Linked DNA regions of Mus musculus: region 1 is linked to region 2. A link is a contact called in public HiChIP or PLAC-seq data. All regions are on one chromosome and are shown on one strand. Each heading gives the region's core, a stretch centred on a gene start, on an enhancer-like site or on the middle of the called end of the contact. The rest is flanking DNA. Distances are from core to core; before and after follow the strand shown. Region 1 holds the start of G3bp1 (GTPase activating protein (SH3 domain) binding protein 1). Region 2 has its middle 4.1 kb from the start of Gpx3.

What was found. HiChIP or PLAC-seq counts read pairs in DNA pulled down with a chosen protein or histone mark.
Region 1: an H3K27ac HiChIP or PLAC-seq map of extraembryonic endoderm stem cells shows a contact between it and region 2, with 5 times the contacts expected there. The contact joins the promoter of G3bp1 here to the enhancer-like site in region 2. A contact is called at or near these places in 1 of 39 promoter capture datasets (hippocampal neurons), 2 of 484 Hi-C or Micro-C datasets (gonadal supporting cells and nephron progenitors) and 1 of 115 datasets of contacts at active chromatin or transcription factors (extraembryonic endoderm stem cells).

What each region holds. Positions count from the first base shown.
Region 1 is chr11:55,467,865-55,472,405 of GRCm38.p6, forward strand. G3bp1 (GTPase activating protein (SH3 domain) binding protein 1) reads left to right here and starts at 1,888. Exons shown (of 12, transcript NM_013716.2): 1 at 1,888-1,937.
Region 2 is chr11:54,896,305-54,901,125 of GRCm38.p6, forward strand. No RefSeq gene overlaps it. Among named protein-coding and RNA genes, the nearest start is that of Gpx3, 4.1 kb to the right of the region's middle. Within about 2 kb of position 1,432, at least 12 of the 459 cell types and tissues checked have an H3K27ac peak or open chromatin away from gene starts, as enhancers often do. A contact at or near this core is called in extraembryonic endoderm stem cells, where this site is marked.

The sequences.
Region 1 (4,541 bases), core at 638-3,137, 570 kb after region 2:
ATCCCTGCACTCGGGAGGCAGAGGCAGGCAGATTTCTGAGTTTGAGGCCAGCCTGGTCTACAAAGTGAGTTCTAGGACATCCAGGGCTATACAGAGAAACCCTGTCTCGAAAAAACAAACAAACAAACCCAACCAACAAAGCCTCTACAGCTCCAAATTAAAGCCCACATTCCTTGGTTGGGCTAGCAATCCTACCAAGCGTTCCTAGAAGGAGGTTCCCACTGGAGGCTCAATGCTAGCTGCCTGTTGATAGGCTCTGACCCAGTGCTGGAGCACTGCACTGTCTCTTGGTTCCTGGCTTCCGGATTCCAGGTTCTGCCTGGCTGCCTTTTCCTTCCAGCCTGGGCTGGGCGAGCCCTTTCCCTTTGCACGTGGGAACTGTGCACGTGTTCCTTTTGGAAACTCGCTGTAACACTTTAACACCTGTATTTTCGGTATTTAAGAGGTTAGGGCAGGAGGATGGCGAGTTCGAGATCAGCCTAGGGTATGGTAAATCCAGCTCAGCATAGGCTACAAGGGGAGACCTTGCCTCGAAAAGCCCTGAAACAAAACAAATTAATGCGAGTTTAGCTTGCTTTCAGGATTTCATGTCACTCAGAATGGCCTTGGACTCGTGTAGCTCAGGATGGCCTGGAATTCTCCCTGCCTCCAGGGAACACAGACTAGTCTAGTTTGTGTTTAGCATTTGGATCACAGCTCTTAATATAAAATGCTCATGGTGGCCAGAAGGCTCACAAAACCCCCCCGAGTTGGGGTCAGCAGCAGACTGAGGTACTACTATTTGGACCCTGGAGCCTTTATGGGGGAACCTTAGGCGTGTCTGCCTAGGAGTTGGGTAAAGTTCCCATTTCAGTTTGAAAAGCATGTGACAATGGCTGGTGGTGACGCATCCTATAACTTTCGCCAGCCAGAGGGTGATCAAAGATGGGATGTTGTCTCTGCAATCACAAGATTGGAAAACCTGAAAACGTCCAGGAGCCACCCGGGCACGCCAGCTTGGAAGCCACCCGGGAACAAGAGCATTCCCAAACGCCAGGGAGGCTGCCTCGCGGTATGCTCTGGGGTGCCGACCAAGCCAGTTTCGCTGTCCTCGGTCGCCACTGCATTCGTGCTGAGTAATGCTAAGGGTCAGCAGCTCCTGCTCTTCCGAAATGCATGCAAAAAAAGTTTTGATGCGAAGAGAAAAAAACCAAACCAAAAAAACAAAACCCGGGAAACTGTTACTTAGATCCCGGGTACCAGAGTCGCCTGGGAAGGCGGGAGACCGGTCCTCGAGGACAGGATTCAACCTAAGAGGAAGAGAAAGGAAAGGGAACGGAAGACGCAGCTAGTCCATCCTCTTAACCGCTCCAGAGGGCACGGCGGCCCTGGGGCTGCCTTTGGAGAGGGCCATCCCTCCCTGTCAATCAGCTCCATTCGGTGTTGCGATTGGCTGGGGGCTTCCTTGCTCCCCGCCCGCGCCTACCTCCTAGTTGCATGGGGTTTACTTCCCCAAAGTACACGGGCCCCACCTTGTGGATCAACCGCTCCTGCCTGGACAGTGGGTTTCCGCCCAGAAAAAGAAATGTAAGCCAATGAGAACGGGTGCATGCAACTATTGGCTTGTCTGAGTGTCGCTCTCAGTGCATCCCGCCCTCATTTTTATAGACCATCTGAGTATTGGCGAGGTTTCGTGTCCATCTGGGCTCTAGCTCCTTCAGTTATAGGCAGATGCGGCAGCCACTCAGGAGCTCGGCCTCTAGACAAAGACGCTGTCCAATCATAGCCAAGGGGCGCGGTGGCGAGGCGGCCATTGGTCCCTGCATGCGACCGGGAGCAGCAGGTTCGGCTGAGCGCGGCTATATAGCGGGCGGCGGGCACGCGTGCCGCGGCATCGCGCGAGGGACGCCGCCACCTCCTCCCACGTAGCAGCCCTGTCCTCCCGCTCAGCCGCGCAGGTACTTGGGCCCGCGGGTGGGGCTGATCGGATGCGGGCCGGGCATGAGCCGAGCTGCGGCCGCGAGCGGGGCGCCCCGGGAGACCGCGCGGCGCGTCCCCACCCCCACCAACGGCCGGCGCGGCCTCCTGCCTGCGCTTTAGGGCCCGCGCGTGGTCCACCGCACCAACGGCGGGCGTCACGCGTCTGGCCGGCCCTGCGTGCTCCACGCGCATTCTCTGGCGCGCGCCGGCTCTTCCGGATGGTATAGCTGGGCCTGGACCCTAAGGAAGCCTTCGGATATGGGGATGGGGGTTGGGGGAGCCCAAGCTGAGAGCGTGATCGCGCCTCCCAGGGTTGCAGAACGGAGGCGCGCGACCCCGGGTTCAAGGGCTCAGTGGTGCAGAGACAGCCACGCCAAGACGTGATCTCTCCAATCCCCCCACTGTTTCCCCCTGCACTATGCCGAGAGTTCCCTTTTTTCCCGCCCTTCCCGGTCACCTGGGTGCAATCAGGTAGGTCCAGTCAACAGGAGAACGAGGTGGAATCAAGGCCCTCTGTAGGGAAAGGACAGGCATCTGTGCAGGCTACGTGGCTGTGGGACACCATCGGCCACTGAGCTCTTGAATCTGAGGTGCAAACCCCAGTATAAGAAGTCCCGTGGTGGCATCTGCGAGCCAGTGGGGGACTCCAGAGAAGAGATTAGGAGTGGGGTTTTGAATGACAAAGGAAGACTTAGCTTTCTTCGCACTTACATAGATAGATAGATGCGCCTCCAAGTTAGCTTCTGGGAAAAATAGAGAAAAATACAGTGAGTGTAATGTAATCGAGTGTGCCTCTCAGCAGGTCCGAAACGCACCTCGAGGTAACGGGAAATTCCCGCCAACAGGAAGTCAAACTCTGACATTAGATCTTGACTCTTCAAGACCCCTTTTTAACTTAGAATGTTTTAGTTGTGAATCAGAACAAACTTAGATTAAAAAAACCTTTGTTTGAGAAGGTCGTAAGTCCAAGGAAACAAAGTGTTTAAATTCTTACAAGAGTTGAAGTTAAAGTTTGAAATTGGATAGGACCGGCCCGGGCTTCAGTGCAGAGGTGGAGCACTTGGCATGGAATACAGGAAGCCCCGGGTTCAGTCACCAGAGCCACAAAAATAAGTCACATCTGAAATTGCTGGGGAGAGGATGGTGTCCAGTGTCCAGTTATTGTGCAGTGGGTCACAGTCACCGATTGGGTTTGTTGGCAAGCACAGCCATTAGGTCTCCTGCCGAACCATCGATGATCAACTGCCTTTTTTAAAAATTCTTACTGTGGAGCCCTTCCTGGCCTGGAATTCAAGAGGATCTCAGAATCTTCTCGGTGCCAAGAGTTAAGGTGCCTCCACTAAGCCCAACCGAGTAATTTATTTTAGTACTTACTTGGTTTGACTTCTACGGGTTGCAAAGCTATTTTCAAGGATCTGTGGTCAGCCTATCTTTCTATGCTGAGGATTGCCTTTAACCCCTGGCTAGAAAGCACGTTAAATGGCAGATGTTTCACATCGAAGACTACAACAGAAGTTTCAGGACTAGTTCTTGAGGGGCACATCCTTGCAAAAAGTTAAAGACCACTGACATTTAACAAAGTGGCAACGAAGAACCAAACGCTGTGGGGATGCATGCTGAATTTAACTGCCTTGCTTCTGAATATAACATTGTTTCCTTGGAACGGGTTCTACTTAACCTGCACGGAGGGGTAGGCGAATGTTAGTAATTCATCACCTTTTAAAATAAGGCAGTGACCTGCTTTCTAACTTGGGAAGTTTGAGTCCAGGTAGTGTTACTGAGGTCAGATATATCAAGGGGAAATGATCGAATTGAAGGGGATGGCTATTAATCTCATCCCCACACATTCAAAAGACTCTTGGCCTCAGGCAGGTGCTTAGTAGGATAGGGATAGATAGAAACTGACTCCTTAGCTCAGTGTCAGAAAGCAGTGAATTGAAGCAGTGACTGACCGCCTTGGCTGCTCCCTTCCGAGCAGGTCAGAGGTTACTGCTGGTGGAGGTGTCTTTTGAGCTAAGGTTCTAACAGGTACTACACTGCGCAGTTTCTTTTTCTTTTCTTTTCTTTTTTCTTTTTTTTTTTTTTTTTGTCTCGAGACAGGGTTTCTCTGTATAGTCCTGGCTGTCCTGGAACTCACTTTGTAGACCAGGCTGGTCTTGAACTCAGAAATCCGCCTGCCTCTGCCTCCCAAGTGCTGGGATTACAGGCGTGCGCCACCACATCTGGCTAGTTTCTTTTCTTTTAATTCACATTCTGGTTTTTAGTTATCAGCTGTCAGTATAGTGCCTGAGCATTAGATTTTTAGAAATGTCTGTTCTTGACCCTGCTTGAAAGCAGGTTGGCTTTTTTTTTTTTTCAAAATTGTCATCTTTTATATACTAGATTTTCCTGTATTTTTTTAAAAAGATTTTATTATTATATCTAAGTTCACTGTAGCTGTCTTCAGACACCCCTGAAGAGGGCATCAGATCTCATGGATGGTTGTGAGCTACCATGTGGTTGCTGGGATTTGAACTCAGGACCTTCAGAAGAGCAGTCAGTGCTCTTAACCACTGAGCCATCTCTCTAGCCCTTCCCTGTAT
Region 2 (4,821 bases), core at 182-2,681:
TACTCGGGAGGCAGAGGCAGGTGGAGCTCTGAATTCAGGGTTAGCCTGCTCTATTGAGTGGTTCCAGGACAGCTAGGGCTACATGGAGAAACCCTGTCTCAAAAAGCCAAAAATAAAATAAAATAAAATAAAATAAAATAAAATATTATTTCAACATGTGTAATATACATTTTTTTGAGACACAGATTTATGTAGCCCACACTGGCCTCAAACCAGATATACACCCAAAAATGACCATGAACTCTTAATCCCCCTGCCTCCATCTCCCAAGAGCTGGGATTACAGGTTTAAGCCACCATGTCTGGCTCATTTTGCTTTTTTGCCCTGTACTGGGGACTTCATACATACTAAGCACCCCACTGCTGAGCTATGACAACCAGTCATTTGCCTGTTTGTTTGTTTGTTTGTTTGTTTAAAGAACAACTCTTCAAAAACAGTGTGTACTTTACATACTCTTGGCACTTATCAATTTGGACCGGGCACATTCCAAGGTGCCCGGTAAGGCCACATGGCCAGTAACTACCACTTTAGGTGGCACAGGCCCAGAGGTTATTGGCAAGAGCTCTGAAGACAGCATGTCTGGTTCAGACCTGGCTCTGCCTCTTTACCAACTGCATGCCATGAACAGTTATTTAGCCTCTCTGTGTATTCGAGTTATCTATGAGATGGCAATGTCAATGCAACCTTTCTCATGAGGTCCCAAGGTCTTTTCAAAAAGTTAAGCTGGGGCTGAGGACAAAGCTCTCAGTTTGTCTAAAATATTCGAAGTCCCACGTTTTGTTCCCAGTACCACAGAGGCCAAGTTTGGTGATTTACAGTATAGGGAGATATCACCCTTCAAGGCCAGCCTAGGCTACAAAAAAATGTAATAAATCCAAGTCAGCCTGTGTATAGGCTATTGAATGACTGATGGTTAGTAGTTTAGACATAACCCCTAGACAGACAACTGTCATGTTCAGTTCCCTGTCCCACAGATGAGAAAGGAGAGGTTTAGGATCTGGAAGGTCCTCTCTGGAAGGAGCAGGCTCTAGCCTCCCTCCCTCCTCCTTCTCTCCTCCTCTCTCATTTTTTATTATTTTTAGTTATGTGTATAGATTTCGGTGTGTATGCACATGTGTGCCTGAAGACTCAGATGCCCTGGAACTGTTGGTTTTGGGCTGCCCAACCCAGATACTAGGAACTGAAGTTGGGTCCTCTGCAAGGGCAGTACACATTCTTAACTGCTGAAAAGCTCTCTCTCCCTCACCAGACTCTTGACTGACAGCCTCTGAGCTGACTCTAAGATTCCATCTGCCAATGATTCTGGGAACCAGAAGCTCCAAGGCCCCACCTGAGTTCTGCAAATTCTTCTTGATTGCAAAACAGATCACATAGTACGGAGCGATGCAGGCTGGGCCTCCCCACCTGCCACCCCTGTCTGGGAGCTTAAGTTGGGCTGGCTGACCCCATCGCTGACCTCCAAACCAAAGCTCTTATTCAGCAGTGGGGAGCCGTTCAGTGTTCTGGCTTTTATGGCCCTTTTTGTTCATTAACTCATGTTCTGTCTTCCTTGAGAACACAACGCATCAGCACTTAGAGAAAAAAAATCTCTTGTTCCACTATCTCCAGTCCTTGTTTACCAACCAATTGGAGAGCTAGGGTCAACGAGACATCTCAGGGAGTAAAGGGGCTTGTCGCCAAACCTGATCTCACGCGATGTTCACCTTGGGGAGCTGCATGGTAGAAGGAAAAAAGAAATACGTGTAATTATGTTTTGTTGTTGTTTTGTTTGAGACATGGTTTTTTTTTTTTTTTTTTTTTTTTTTTTCTATGTAGCTCTGATTATCCTGGAACTTACTATGTCGACCATGGTGGCCTTGAACCCTCTCAGAGATCTCCCTGCCTCTACAGTGCTGGGATAAAACTGTACACTACAGTTCTTGGCAAGAAAAGAATTTAAGTTCTGTTTTAGTTTCCTGTATCTATTTTATGTGCACGATTGTTTGTGCCACTCGCATGCCTGGTACCCGCAGAAACCAGAAGAGGCCATCGGATGCCCTGGAACTGGAGTCATAGGCAGTAATGAGCTGCCATGTGGCTGCTGAGAATTAACCCCAATCCTGGAAGAACACCCAGTGCTCTTAACCTCTGCAATATCTCTCCAGTCCCCTTAGAAGTCTTTTTAATGGAGAAGATAAGAGATACTGGGTGCTCAACTCTCTGGGATGAAACAAAGGAGAGCACATTCTCAGGCAGGAGATAAAACCTACGAATGCTCTCTCGAAAGCTCCAGGATGTCCGTATGCACCAACCCCTTCCCACAGCTTACTGCATGTCACCTCTCCCAAACAGGCCTCCTCAGAACAGCCTCCTGAGCTCCGGTCTCATACAGCATCTGACTAGTCTTATGGGGCTCACATAGTTATCAAAGGCTACCGGCCATTCTGCTCATGCTGGGTGCCACAGTATGTTTCATTTGTTACGGTACAATAGATATTTGCCAAGCTAATAGGAATCATGTCTCATTTGAACTGCTGCAAATGAGGATTTTTGTAGACCTTATAATTCAGTGTAAAAAATAAGCAGGGCATGACGATGGGATGGGAGCTGTTTCAAGATAAATAAGTAAGTAGACAATGAACAAAATCAAGAAATTATTTTAGCTGGGCACACAACAGCTATGTGCAGTGGCACATGCGCCATGCCTCCAAATAAATGAAAGTTAAACTTTTAAAACAAAAGACTATGTAACAAATTTGAAAAAGAAAAGGAAAGAAAGAAAAAAAATCTCCCATAGGAGTTTTCTTTCTTTTTTTCTTAAACTTTTCCTTAATAAATCTACTACCCTAGATTTATTACAGGTTTGAGCCACCATGTCTGGCTTATTTTGCTTTTTCGCCCTGTACTGGGGACTTCATACATACTAAGCACCCCACTGCTGAGCTATGACAACCAGTCATTTGCCTGTTTGTTTGTTTGTTTGTTTGTTTAAAGAACAACTCTTCAAAAACAGTGTGTACTTTACATACTCTTGGCACTTATCAATTTGGACCGGGCACATTCAAAAACAAAAAGTGTACTAGAGTTGAGGTAGAGAGTATTGGCTATTCTAGGAACTAATAAAACCAGGGGTCAGGTGTGGTGGCACAAACTTTAATCCCAGCACTCAGGAGGCAGAGACAGGAACATCTCTGTGAGTTGGAGGCCAGCCTAGACTACATAGTGAGTTCCAGGACAGTCAGGGCTATAGAGTGAGACAGTATCTCAAAAACAAACAAACAACTCAGAGAACCCCCAAAACCCCAAACCAAACCAAACCCAGTGGATCTGAGCAGTGCTCAGAAAGTGATGTTAGCAGAGTCCTGACCTGGCAGAAGGAAATTAGGTAAAGAGGGGAGGTGGGTGGTGGGGCAGATAGGAGCCAACAGAGAAAGGCTGCAGGTGAGGCTGAGCTATAGGCTGGGACCTGAAACCGTTCTGTCCATCTGAGCAAGACAGAACTGGAAGAGAGGCCAGAAGATGAAGTGGCAGGTTCTGAGTCACTGAAAAGAATTTGAACTTTAACCCGAGGACAAATGGAAGCTGCCCCGTGGAGATCATCTCTCAGGAACAAACCTACCAGATCAGCTTCAGAGGTTGCCCACCCCCCTGTCTCTCTCTCTCTCTCTGTCTCTGTCCCCCCTCAATGTCTCTGTCCTCTAGACAGGCTCTCACTGTATACAGGACTGTCCTGGAACTCTCTCCGCAGACCAGGTTGGCCTCATGCAGTAATTCTTCTGCTTCAGCCTCCTCCCAGGTGCTGGGATTACAGGTGTGAACCTTCACATCTAATCCAATTGTTTATGCCTCCCTCCTCCTCCTCCTCCTCCTCCTCCTCCTCCTCCTCCTCCTCCTCCTCCTCCTCCTCCTCCTCTTCAGACAGGCTCAGGCTGGTCTCGAGCATATGATCTCCTGCCATTTATGTGGTGCTGGAGCTGGGTCTCAGGGCTCAGTGGTGTGGGGCAAGCACTCTGCACACTGAGCTACATTCCCCCATTGTATCTTTCTTTTTCTTTTTCTTTCTTTCTTTCTTTCTTTCTTTCTTTTTTTTTTTTTTTTTTTTTTTTTTTTTGTAGACCAGGCTGGCCTCGAACTCAGAAATCCGCCTGCCTCTGCCTCCCAAGTGCTGGGATTAAAGGCATGTGCCACCATGCACTAAGTTACCCAGGCTGACCTTGAACTTGTCATCCTCCACACAGTGCCCCAAGTAATGGGGTCACAGGTTATGCCACCAGCTTTCAGGCTCATCTCTTTGCCTGGTTGAATTTAAGGAAGGCATTTTTGTTTTATATAAAGTTTTACTTTGTAGTTCAAGCTATTGGTTATTTGAGGGGAAGCTTCTTTGTTCCCCCGTTTTGTTTTTGTAAGAGGGTCTTGCAATGTATAGTAGAGCCTGACCTGGAGCTTGCTCCTCAGATTGGTCTTGAACTTGCCACCCACAATCTCAGCCTCCTTAGCCACCGCAGAATCCTTGGGACTCATGCCTCCTCTGTGTAGAATGCAAAAGCTTTCTTTCTTTCCTTTTTCCTCCCCCCCTCCCTTGTTTGTTTTGAAACAGGGTTTTTCTGTGTAGCTGTGGCTGTCCCTGAACTTGTTTTGTAGACCAGGCTGGCCTTGAACTCACAGAGATGTACTTACTTTTTCCTCTGTCTCCCAAGCGCTGGGATTAAAGGCTGTGCCACTACATCCAAGCAGCAGTTTGCTTTCTTATACACATGAAGACCACCCATAGTGGCCTGGATTCTTCCACATCAATTATCAATCAAGAAAATGCTCCCACAGGCCAGTCTGATAGAGGCAATC